Regions from separate parts of the Macaca mulatta genome. Here region 2 is linked to region 1. The links are chromatin contacts, called in public Hi-C maps. All regions are on one chromosome and are shown on one strand. The core of a region is the stretch at or near the end of the contact, and the rest is flanking DNA. Distances in the headings are between cores, read along the strand shown.

Region 1 (4,927 bases), core at 779-3,278:
TTTTTTTATTCTACTTTTTGAGACCGAATCTCACTCTGTTGCCCAGGCTGGAGTACAATGGCGTGATCTCAGCTCACTGCATCCTCTGTCTCCTGGGTTCAAGCCATTCTCCTGCCTCAGCCTCCCGGGTAGCTGGGATTACAGGTACCTGCCACCATGTGAGGCTAATTACTGTATTTTTTTTTAGTAGAGACAGGGTTTCACCATATTGGCCAGGCTGGTCTTGAACTCCTGACCTCAAGTGATCCACCTGCCTTGGCCTTCCAAAGTGCTAGGATTACAGGAGTGAGTCACCACACCCAGCTGATTATTTTGTAATAAAAAAGACAGCAGCACAGAGAAGTGAAATAATTTTCCAGAGGCCATGCAGCAAGTGAACGGAGAAGCTGGGATTCCAAGCCAGGAAGCCGGCCTCCACAGCCTGTGCTCTTAGCCATTGCTTTATAGTGACTAACAACTTGCAAAGAAAAAGACAAGATAAAAATTCTTGCATTATTACTTAATATATGCTACTTGGTTTTGTAATTTTTGTGTCATTATTTTATCTCTTTCTCTGCATGGGCTGAAAATTCCTAGAGGGGGGAGGAACTGGGTCTCAGAGCCTGCAGTCTCAGTTACCATCAGTTGTGGGCACAGGTAATGCTACTGAGCCATCACATCTTCTGGAGATTGTCAATTGGTCATGATCAAGCCCACCCTTCACTGGTATTTTTCCTAAATAAATTCATTGCTTGGCCAATCCCTGGGGCAGGATCAGGCCCAGGGTTCCACATGGACTCCAAGAAAGCAGTGCTTAGTTTTCTCATTCAGTTTGTGGCTGAGAAGTTGTCATTTATCGTCTGTACAATAAAGCAGATGTGTATGTGACTTCCCCTTTTCAGCGGTGGAGACACTGAAGCGGTCTGAGGTTATTTACCCAGAGTCCTCAGGCAGGTCTGTGGTGGAGCTTCGGTGGAACTAACTGGAAGTGACTCCATGTTTCCAGTCCAGGACCCTGGGCAACCCTGTGGTAATTGTGCCCTGATATAAGGACCAGTAGATGGACTACATTGTTGACTGACCAGAAAATTCTGGAACTCCCTAGCGCTATATTTTTACCTTGACACAAAATGAAATTATGACATCATCATGGGAACACAGGACTTCTTTCTTTTTATTTTCAGACCTTGCTCGATTTTTCCAAGGGTTGACTGATCAGTCCTTGTAATGGAAAAATGGAAATGGGAAAAAAATCATTGTGGAGAACCTGTAACATCTTCCATTTAACCTATTTGATAACTGGCTTTGTTCCAGAATCTAGAGAACAAAGTGAAAGATGCCGGCTTTAGAGGGCAACCAGTAACTTTGTATCTAGACACAATTCCTTGATAAGAAGCCAAGAACCTAGCCAAAAACTTTTAGAATCCCCTTTTTCTTTGGTGTTAGAACTGACAGCTGCTAAGAGTGTATGTGACTCTAGCGGGGAAAGCGGCTCATCCAAAAATAATGACAGCCAAATACTTTGCAGTAATACTATTTGTTATCCAGGGGTGTCCTCCGCCGCGTATAGCCACCATCTCTATTTTTGCCAGGGTTGAGGGGAATCGCTTACAGGTGTGGCGGGCCTGGAAATGGTGGCGTGGCCGGTTAGGGCGGAGTTGATCAGGAAAAGATCAGGACTTTATGGCAGAACAGAGTCCAACACCGTGCTCGGAAGAAAGTTCGAATATTTTGTTCGCTTTGGTTCCGGCAAGCCATCGCACAAGCCAGAATCTGTAACTCCAAACAGTAGCGCCCTCGAGCACGGTCCCCAACACGGTCCCCAACACTCACTCCCCATCGGCCTGGTCTGCGCCCGCAATCCGTCGCCCCCTTTAAGAGCTTGCTCCGCGGGACTAACGTTCGAACGGGCCTTGGCGCCCCTCCTCGGGCTCCGATTGGCCGTGCGCGGCGCACGAGGGCGCGCCGGCCAGCCGCGGAACGGTTGGCGGCCCTTCGTGATTGGCGGTCGAGGAGTCTATATAAGGCGCGGGGCGGCCGGGCTGCCCTGTTTAGCTACCGGACCCGAAACGGGGTAGTTGTCTGGTGTAGAGAGGTCTGCGGGGCAGTGAGCGCGCGTCACCGGAGTCATTTCTCTTCGGAGTCTTAGGTGATCAAGGGTGTGCCCACGGGGCGGACTTGTTTGCGCCTCCCGTTCCCTCCCAGTTTCCGAACGTAACACCCCGGCGCCGACGGCCCTGTGCAGGGGAGGCAGGATGGAGTTCAAGCTGGAGGCTCACCGAATCGTCAGCATCTCCCTGGGCAAGATCTACAACTCGCGGGTCCAGCGCGGCGGCATCAAGCTGCATAAGAACCTCCTGGTCTCGCTGGTGCTGCGCAGCGCCCGCCAGGTCTACCTGAGCGACCCGTGCCCCGGCCTCTACCTGGCCGGTCCCGCTGGGATCCCGGCGCCGCCACCGCAGCAGCAGCCCGGGGAGCCGGCGGCCGGGCCACCCGCCGGCTGGGGAGAGCCGCCCCCGCCCGTCGCCCGTGCCTCTTGGCCGGAGACCGAGCCGCAACCGGAGCGCCCTTCCGTCTCACACGCGCCGCGGGTAGGGGACGAGGTGCCAGTGACCACGGTGACCGGAGTCGGGGACGTTCTTCAGGGCGGAGAGGCGGACGCGACGGAAGCTGCCTGGAGCCGCGTGGAGCGGCCGCGCCAGGCGGCGGCCGGAGAAGCCGAGGGTCCCGCCGGAGGCTGGGGCGTCTTCCCCGAGGGATCGCTTGCCGCGCGCCGCCCCTGCGGCTGCCCCCTAGGCGGGGAGGACCCGCCGGGTACACCGGCCGCGACCCCCCGCACTGCCTGCTGCTGCGCGCCGCGACCAGCCGAGGACGAGCCCCCCGCGCAGCCCGCAGTGTGCCCCAGGAAGCGCGGCGCGGCGGGGGTGGGCGGCGGCCCAGCGGGCTGCCCGGCGCCCGGCTCGACCCCGCTCAAGAAGCCCCGCCGGAACTTAGAGCAGCCGCCGAGTGGAGGAGAGGACGACGACGCGGAGGAGATGGAGACCGGGAACGTGGCTAACCTCATCAGCATCTTCGGTTCCAGTTTCTCGGGACTCCTACGGAAAAGCCCCGGGGGCGGCAGGGAGGAAGAGGAGGGAGAGGAGAGCGGCCCGGAAGCCGCCGAGCCCGGGCAGATCTGCTGCGATAAGCCGGTGCTGAGAGACATGAACCCCTGGAGCACAGCCATCGTGGCCTTCTGAGCCCTTGGCCCCCATGCGGGGAGGAGGTTGAGCAGCGGGCGTCCTCGAAGTGAGGGTCGGGCCCTTGCTGGCTGCGAGGACGCCCAGAGACCGCGGCCGCTGAGCGCGTTGGGCAGACTGGTTGCCGCTGGGCATCGCAAACTGCCCCCGGGCGCATCTGGCTTTTCTGGAGACCTGGGAGCTTGAGGCTCATTGGAAGAGGACGATCTTTAACTTTTTGTGTTTGTGTATGTCTGTGTATGTAAGTTTGTCTTGTGGCATTAAGACTATTTTGTTCTGGAATGCACCACTCCTTCCCCAGGGCTTAAGAGATTGGGGGCAGACAGGGACTTTCCTCTGCCGGCTGCGTGGAGAAGGAAGCGGCTAAAAGGTTTGGGCCGGGGAGTTCCCCATTCGTTCTCCGGGGAGGGAGGGACTTTACACCCACCCCTCACCGGAAAGCTAGACCCGCTTCAGGGCCAGGAGTGGCGTTTCCGCACAGGATTTCCTAAGACGAGAGGGATTTAGGCAGCAGCACAGACTTGGATTCCTTCTGTCCCTCCCCACCTTTCTCTCCCAATGAAGAAACGTTTATATCCTGTGATTACTCTAGGAAAGGGGCATATTAACCGTCCTTTGCTTCCCCGCAGGGGAGAAAAAGCTTGAACTTCACAGAAGAGTTCAAGCTTGGAAATAATGGAGTTTATAGAGAAAAGATATATTTTTAAAAGCTCTAGGTCAGAACTACTACACAGTGCTTTTAAAAAGTGTTTAATGAAAGTTTACAGACAGAAGCCCGAAGTGGAAAGACCTTATGGTTTTGTAGATATGGTGACTCCAGTCTTTGTTATATAAAGGTTGGGGGAGCTGATAAGGTTTTTGTACAGTATTTTCTCCTTCGTTGTATTGATTTTTGTATAAAAATGTAACTTCTACGTGTCTAACACGTATTAAATATTTTGAAGCAACGTAACTGCCTGCTTGTCTGCAATAACCTGCCTGGGTTGGGAGGGAAGTGGGAGGAGGGAAACCAGGGCCTGGGCTAGAAAATTGAAGGTGTGGTTCTTAATATCAGTCATTCGCAGACTGAGAACATTGTTTACTGACTCCACTAAGTATCAAGAGAGACACGTTTAATTTTTCCTCCTAGATCAGAGGAATGCTATTAGATACTAATATCAGCGACCTGCCAGGTTCTTGAAACCTACCGCTACAACTGGCTTTTCTAAGGTCGGTTTAGACCAATTTGTCACCCAATATGTGGGTATATATTATTAAGTAATTTAACCATCAGCTTTTGAAGCCCTGCTTATCTGCAAAAATGTTTTTCAGCAAAACTTTGTTTCCTGTTAAGCTGTTAATATGGGTCATCTTTTAGCTTTGTAATTGAAAAAAAAAAAGTTTAGATAGTTTACCTTAAAAGCCCATTCGAACTGACATAGGAAGATGAAAGAGACTGACTTGTCCAAATTGTCAGGTCCACCTCTGCATTACAGTGGATGTCAGGATGTAAATTTTCCATTTTTCTCTTATATCTAGAAAGTAAATGTATTGGTGAGAGGGAAATTGCTTGCATCAAACCAGATAAGGAAGGAGGGCTGGGCAACTTTAATTCTCATTTAGCAAAACTTCCTGATTTGTTTTGTTACTCAAATGGTGACATCAGTGTTTGGTCATGGTAGACACTTAGATGATGATAGCCAAAACATGCATCGATTTTACTAAAATCA
Region 2 (4,927 bases), core at 1,796-4,295, 59 kb after region 1:
AAGATGCTCTTATTCACTGAATCAATGGGTTTAGTGGCTTCAGGGAAGCCCCAAACGTCCTAGCACAAAGAAGTCTTCCTCAGTTTTGTGTTTCAAACTAGATTTTAAAAAGTCCGTAGCAAGCTAATAGTCAATAATTTTGAGAGCCTGGTTAATAAGAGGGATATATTTTTTCTGCTTTCCAAGAAGATCCCTTCTGTAAATCCAGAGCAGAGCTGGGGGGGTCTGAGCATGGCTTGATGTGTGAAGCCACAGTGGAGAGAACAGAGGATTCCTCACAAAGGAAGTGCCTGCCCCACAGGAAGGAAGAAAAACCCAGCTGGTGCTGGGAGAGGCTTGGAGGGAGATTGACGCAATGAAGGGGCAGGGTACCATGCTGTGTGCCCCACCCACCACCCATGAACTAAGGGTGGGGGCAAGGTGGTAGAAACAGCCTGCATAGGTAGACAGGAGGTAGAAAGTAAAGGGGCCTGTCCCCTACTTCCCATTTGGATATCTGGGAAGAGAGTCCCTTGCAGGTGTCTGCGGGGCAGCCCTTGCATGGTAGAAATGCTGGCAAATTGTGTCCTGTCAGAGGAAGGGCTGGGACAGTGGCCCTTGCTTCTCCACGGCCTGCATAAGGGTGTGTCCACAACTTCCCAGGTGCCCCCTGCGGGGCATAAGGAGGCTGGGAATTAAGAGCCAGCGTGCTGCAGAGGTGGGCCTAGGAGGCCCCATGGCTGAGTCTCAGGGTGGACAACCAGAGCAGGGCTAGAGGGAGGATGTGGCTGGGCCCTAGAGGGTCAGCAGCGCCAGGGAGCACTGAGGAGAGGCCTGGGCAGTAGGGGGCTGGTCAGACCATCCAAGAGCATGTTCAGGCCATTGCCTAACCTGAGAGACCAGGTTATAAGCATCTCAAACCCAGCCACACAGGGGCAGGAAAGGGTGTGGCTTAGGGACAGCACATGGGAAAGGCATTTAAGGGTTTTCATTCATAATAAGGTCAAAATGAGTCCCTAGTGTATTAAGATCTGTAAATAAATGAACAAGTTACAGTCTCCTCAGTGGAACCTGGTCCCATTCTCGGGGCTGGTCAGCTCGCTTCTGGAGAATTACAGTCATGCTGGGTCTCCCTTCGAGACTGAACAGACAAACCGGACCCCCATACAGAGGAGAGTGGGGAGAAACCTCCACATAAGAGCAGCTTGCAAGGACTCGAGAACACGCAGTCTGGCGAAAGAGAATTCATGGTGACACTGCTTAGGTTCCGTATGTTCCCAAGAGCACACCCAATGCACGCATGTTATAGGCAGAGAGTGAAGCTCCAAAACCGCTAGAACTATCTAATAATTCTAAACCAGCAGGGGCTGAACCAGGACACTTCCTGGATTGGAGCATCCAAGCAGAAGCCAAAACACTGCTATGCAGGAGAGGCAGATGTCTGCCGGGTCATGGACCTGGACAACCTTCAACATTTCTTCCAACCTTAAGATTTTGTGAATCGCTGAATGAAATTCTAATTTTAAAGTTTCTGACTCAGAAGCAGAGGAGGCTCCTATTTTGAGTCAGAGTACCCGAATGCAAAGATCCCAGCTCCTTGGAGACAGACGGACCTGGCTTCTGAGACTGGCTCTGTCACTCACTAGTTGTGTGCCCTGGAGAACTTCCTTTCCCTTTCTGAAGTGCAGTGTTCTCATCTGGAAGATGGAGACATTTACCTGGCAGGGTGTTGTTGGCATTAAGTGAACCAATGTAATAAACATGGCCGATTGTGTGTGTGCACACACGTGTGTGTATGTGTGTGTTAGTGGGGATAGGAGGAGTATAGGATGTTTGCCATGCTAGAAAATCGTATTATTGCCTACTGGTTAATTTTCTTCTTCCTAAGACCAGCTTACAGAGCAAGGGAACACTGAGTTTAATGAAAAGATGAAACAGATGCCGATGTGGTGTGGACAGATACTGGTTTGAATCCTCTTAGCAGAGAGGGGAAAGTTCTGATGTGGGGAAGATGGGGGAGGCACCTGTGACTATGCTGGGGGAAGGGGCAGGAGGAAGTCACCCCCTGAGGGCCACAGGTGGACACCCTCTGACCCTGTACCTGGGCTTCTGGCCATGGGATGAGTTGAGCTGTGTGGTGCTCACTGTTGGGAAGGGAATGGGCCTGGACGGATCTGCCTCCCCCCATGACTGTCTGCAGGTGACACCAGATCTACAGTGACCTTTAGCTGTGAAGTGGGCACAGGTTTTCTTTTAGCCCTCCCCACCTTGGCTTTCTGCACTTGTTCCTGCCAGCCCCCACTCCCTCTTACTTCATTCCTAATTCCTTCCTCCATCACATTTTTTTCCCTTAGAAGCTCATGTACATAAGGGAGGTATGAAGGACTGGCAAAGCTACAAGCCCGACCTCTCCCAGGGATGCTTGCATTTCAACTCTCAGCCACTGCCAGTCTTCACTTCAGCTGGCACCACGCTGATGTCTGTCCCTTTGCAAAGCTGACCTACCCTGGGTCAGGTCCTGGCTGCCTTGAGTAGTGGGAGAGGGTGGTGAAACACAGGCCCAAAGCTCTGCGGGAGCAGCCCCCTCTCCCCTGGCCTTGGGCTAGGAGGAAGTGAGTGGGTCCTGCCTTGGGGCCTCCACTTCCGGGGCCTGGAGGGCTGAGGCTGACTCAATGATTCCTGGAAGGTGATGATGTCACGGTGACATAGCAGTTCCCCTCTCCAGCCAAACTCAATAGGAGAGTGGGTGATGAGTGTCTCTCATTGGCACAGAGGCTCAGGAGGGACCAAGTCCACTGGCTTGTCCAGGCCACTTATAACGCCACTTTCATCAATAGTTCCCTTCCTCAAATTCCTACAGCTCTGATCATCTGTCCCTTCGGCGATCTCACATTCTGGACTTCCGGGGCAGTCTTGATTGATTTTAAACATTCTGCCCCTTTGTTTTTCCATGTCAACAAATTCACAAATCATAGAAAATCATCCCAGGTTGGCCTGTGCATCCTGGGGCTTTGGGGACATGGAGCCACCAGGCTTTCTCCGAAACAGAGCATGATCATGTGTACCCTTGTGTCCCAGCTTCACATCTGCATGTCTTTTCAACAATATTAATAGCTTCTTTAGAATCAGCATCTGTGTCTGTTTCTTTTGTCTTCTCCAGGACTCCCCGAAGGGGCTGAGTGTGTGGGAAAATCTAAAAATGCTTATGGGGAGGGGGAGGTTAAGCTCCCCTTCTTGTCCTTGTCAAGGTCTCTCTCCCACTGCTTCACTGGGGGTGAAGGGCGCATCTGCAACAAGGGTCCCGTGAGTCTGTAAGGAGATGTCTTTGCTTCTCTCACCCGTGCTTATCAAAGGGTAACCTAGTCCTGGTGTGGGTTTGGGAAAAACGCTGCTGGACTTACGCAGGTCGGGTTGTTTTTGGATAGCCACTCCCTACACTCTTGTTTACCAAAGACTTGACTCCCTAACAGACTGCGTCAGACCCGCATGGAGTAAAATAGATCCTTTGTCAGCTGGAGTCTGAATTCAAACGCCTTCTCTGCAGCCCTTTCCAGACCGACCCCAGCGTTTTACAACGGAGCCCTGGCGTTGCCTTACGCTGCCCGATGCTGCCCCCTGCAGGCAGCTCGCAGGCGGCTCTGCTGAGCGTGGAGGCTCAGCCTGTGCCGCCCAAATGGTGGCTTTTCATCACCTAGAGTTGTCAGAGCAGCTAATAGCGCATGAACAGGAAGAAAATTAGGCTTCTCTAAGTGAATTGGGTGTTGAAAGACACTGAGATAAATGGTGGAGGCAGTGAGAATGACGGACTTTCAAGTTTGAAGTAATACGTTGGAGAGGTGAGAGTGGGAGAAGGAACCACCAGTGTTTACAGTGACCATGTGATTTAAATCTGGGCTCACAACAGCCTCAGAGGCAAATGCTCTGAACTCCTGTTTAATAGATGGTGAACTCGAGTCTTAGAGAAAAGTTAAATAACTGCCCAAGATTATACAGCAATAAATGGCAGAACCAGGACTTGAACTCAGTGACCCCAGGCCTCTGTGACATCTGCTGTCCTGCCACCCCACCATAAGAGATCATCGTCCTGCCTGGAGGAAGATCCCTTTGTCTATGGGATGAACTGGGGTTATTGGAATGAAGGGGAAACTTCAACAGGGAATTCTCTGCACTAAGAGAGTTTGTAGCTGTAGCCTCTGTCATGTGATTTGAGGGGTGTTTGGCAGATCTCCCTGCCTGAAAGCATCTCCCCAACTTGCTCATTACATTGCCTGGAATTTTGCTATAGAGAGCCCTTCCTTTGATTAAGACTGGCTAAGTGGTACTCCTGTTAAATGAAAATGCAATTCCTGTCGGTGGGGGGAAGTCACAGGTTAAACCTTTAAATCTTAATTCAACCTCAGTGGAGATTAGCTCATCAGGTTGCTTCATCCCTGAGGTAGAGAATGAAGGGTGTGGGGAAATTGGAGGACAGGGGTGTGCCAAAACCTAATTTTGTTACTGAATGTCTCACAGACTCCTCAAACTGTACCAAATGAAACTCTTTATCTTCTCTCCCATGCTCTCCCTTCTTGGACATTAAACAGGCTCAGAAATTCCTGCACCGTCCCTCTCTCCTCCATCTGATGGTCATTGGATCCTCCCCAGCCTGCCTCTGAAGTGGCGCTTGAATCTCCACCGTGCGCCCTCACTCTCTGGTGTGCTCAGGCCCTTGTCAGTGTGTTTCTGCCCCTGGGACTTCACCCTTTAATCAAACCTCAGTGCAGCAGCAAATGAGAGCTTTCGAAAACATGAATCAGAGGATGCTGCATTTCCTCCTAAAATCTTCCTCACTGCCTTAAAGAAAAGTGGTAACTCCTTTTGGCACTTTTTTTTAGGAGCGTGTTCCCATCCTTCTCTCTTGCCTCTCCTCTGTACCTCTCATTACCACCCTCCTTCACCCCATTCCCCA

What was found. Hi-C and Micro-C count contacts between places; a contact is called where the count stands out from the background.
Region 2: a contact with region 1 is called in a Hi-C map of fetal cortex germinal zone, with 4 times the contacts expected there. The contact joins the enhancer-like site here to the promoter of IER5 in region 1. A contact is called at or near these places in 5 of 14 Hi-C or Micro-C datasets (cortical neurons, fetal cortex germinal zone, fetal cortical plate and 2 more).

The regions. Positions count from the first base shown.
Region 1 is chr1:38,497,647-38,502,573 of T2T-MMU8v2.0, forward strand. IER5 (immediate early response 5) reads left to right here and starts at 2,029. Exons shown (of 1, transcript XM_002802002.4): 1 at 2,029-4,167. The coding sequence starts at 2,235. The coding sequence ends at 3,218.
Region 2 is chr1:38,555,751-38,560,677 of T2T-MMU8v2.0, forward strand. All of the region lies in intron 3 of LOC144340671 (a long non-coding RNA gene), which reads left to right. Among named protein-coding and RNA genes, the nearest start is that of IER5, 59 kb to the left of the region's middle. Within about 2 kb of position 3,046, at least 18 of the 40 cell types and tissues checked have an H3K27ac peak or open chromatin away from gene starts, as enhancers often do. A contact at or near this core is called in fetal cortex germinal zone, where this site is marked.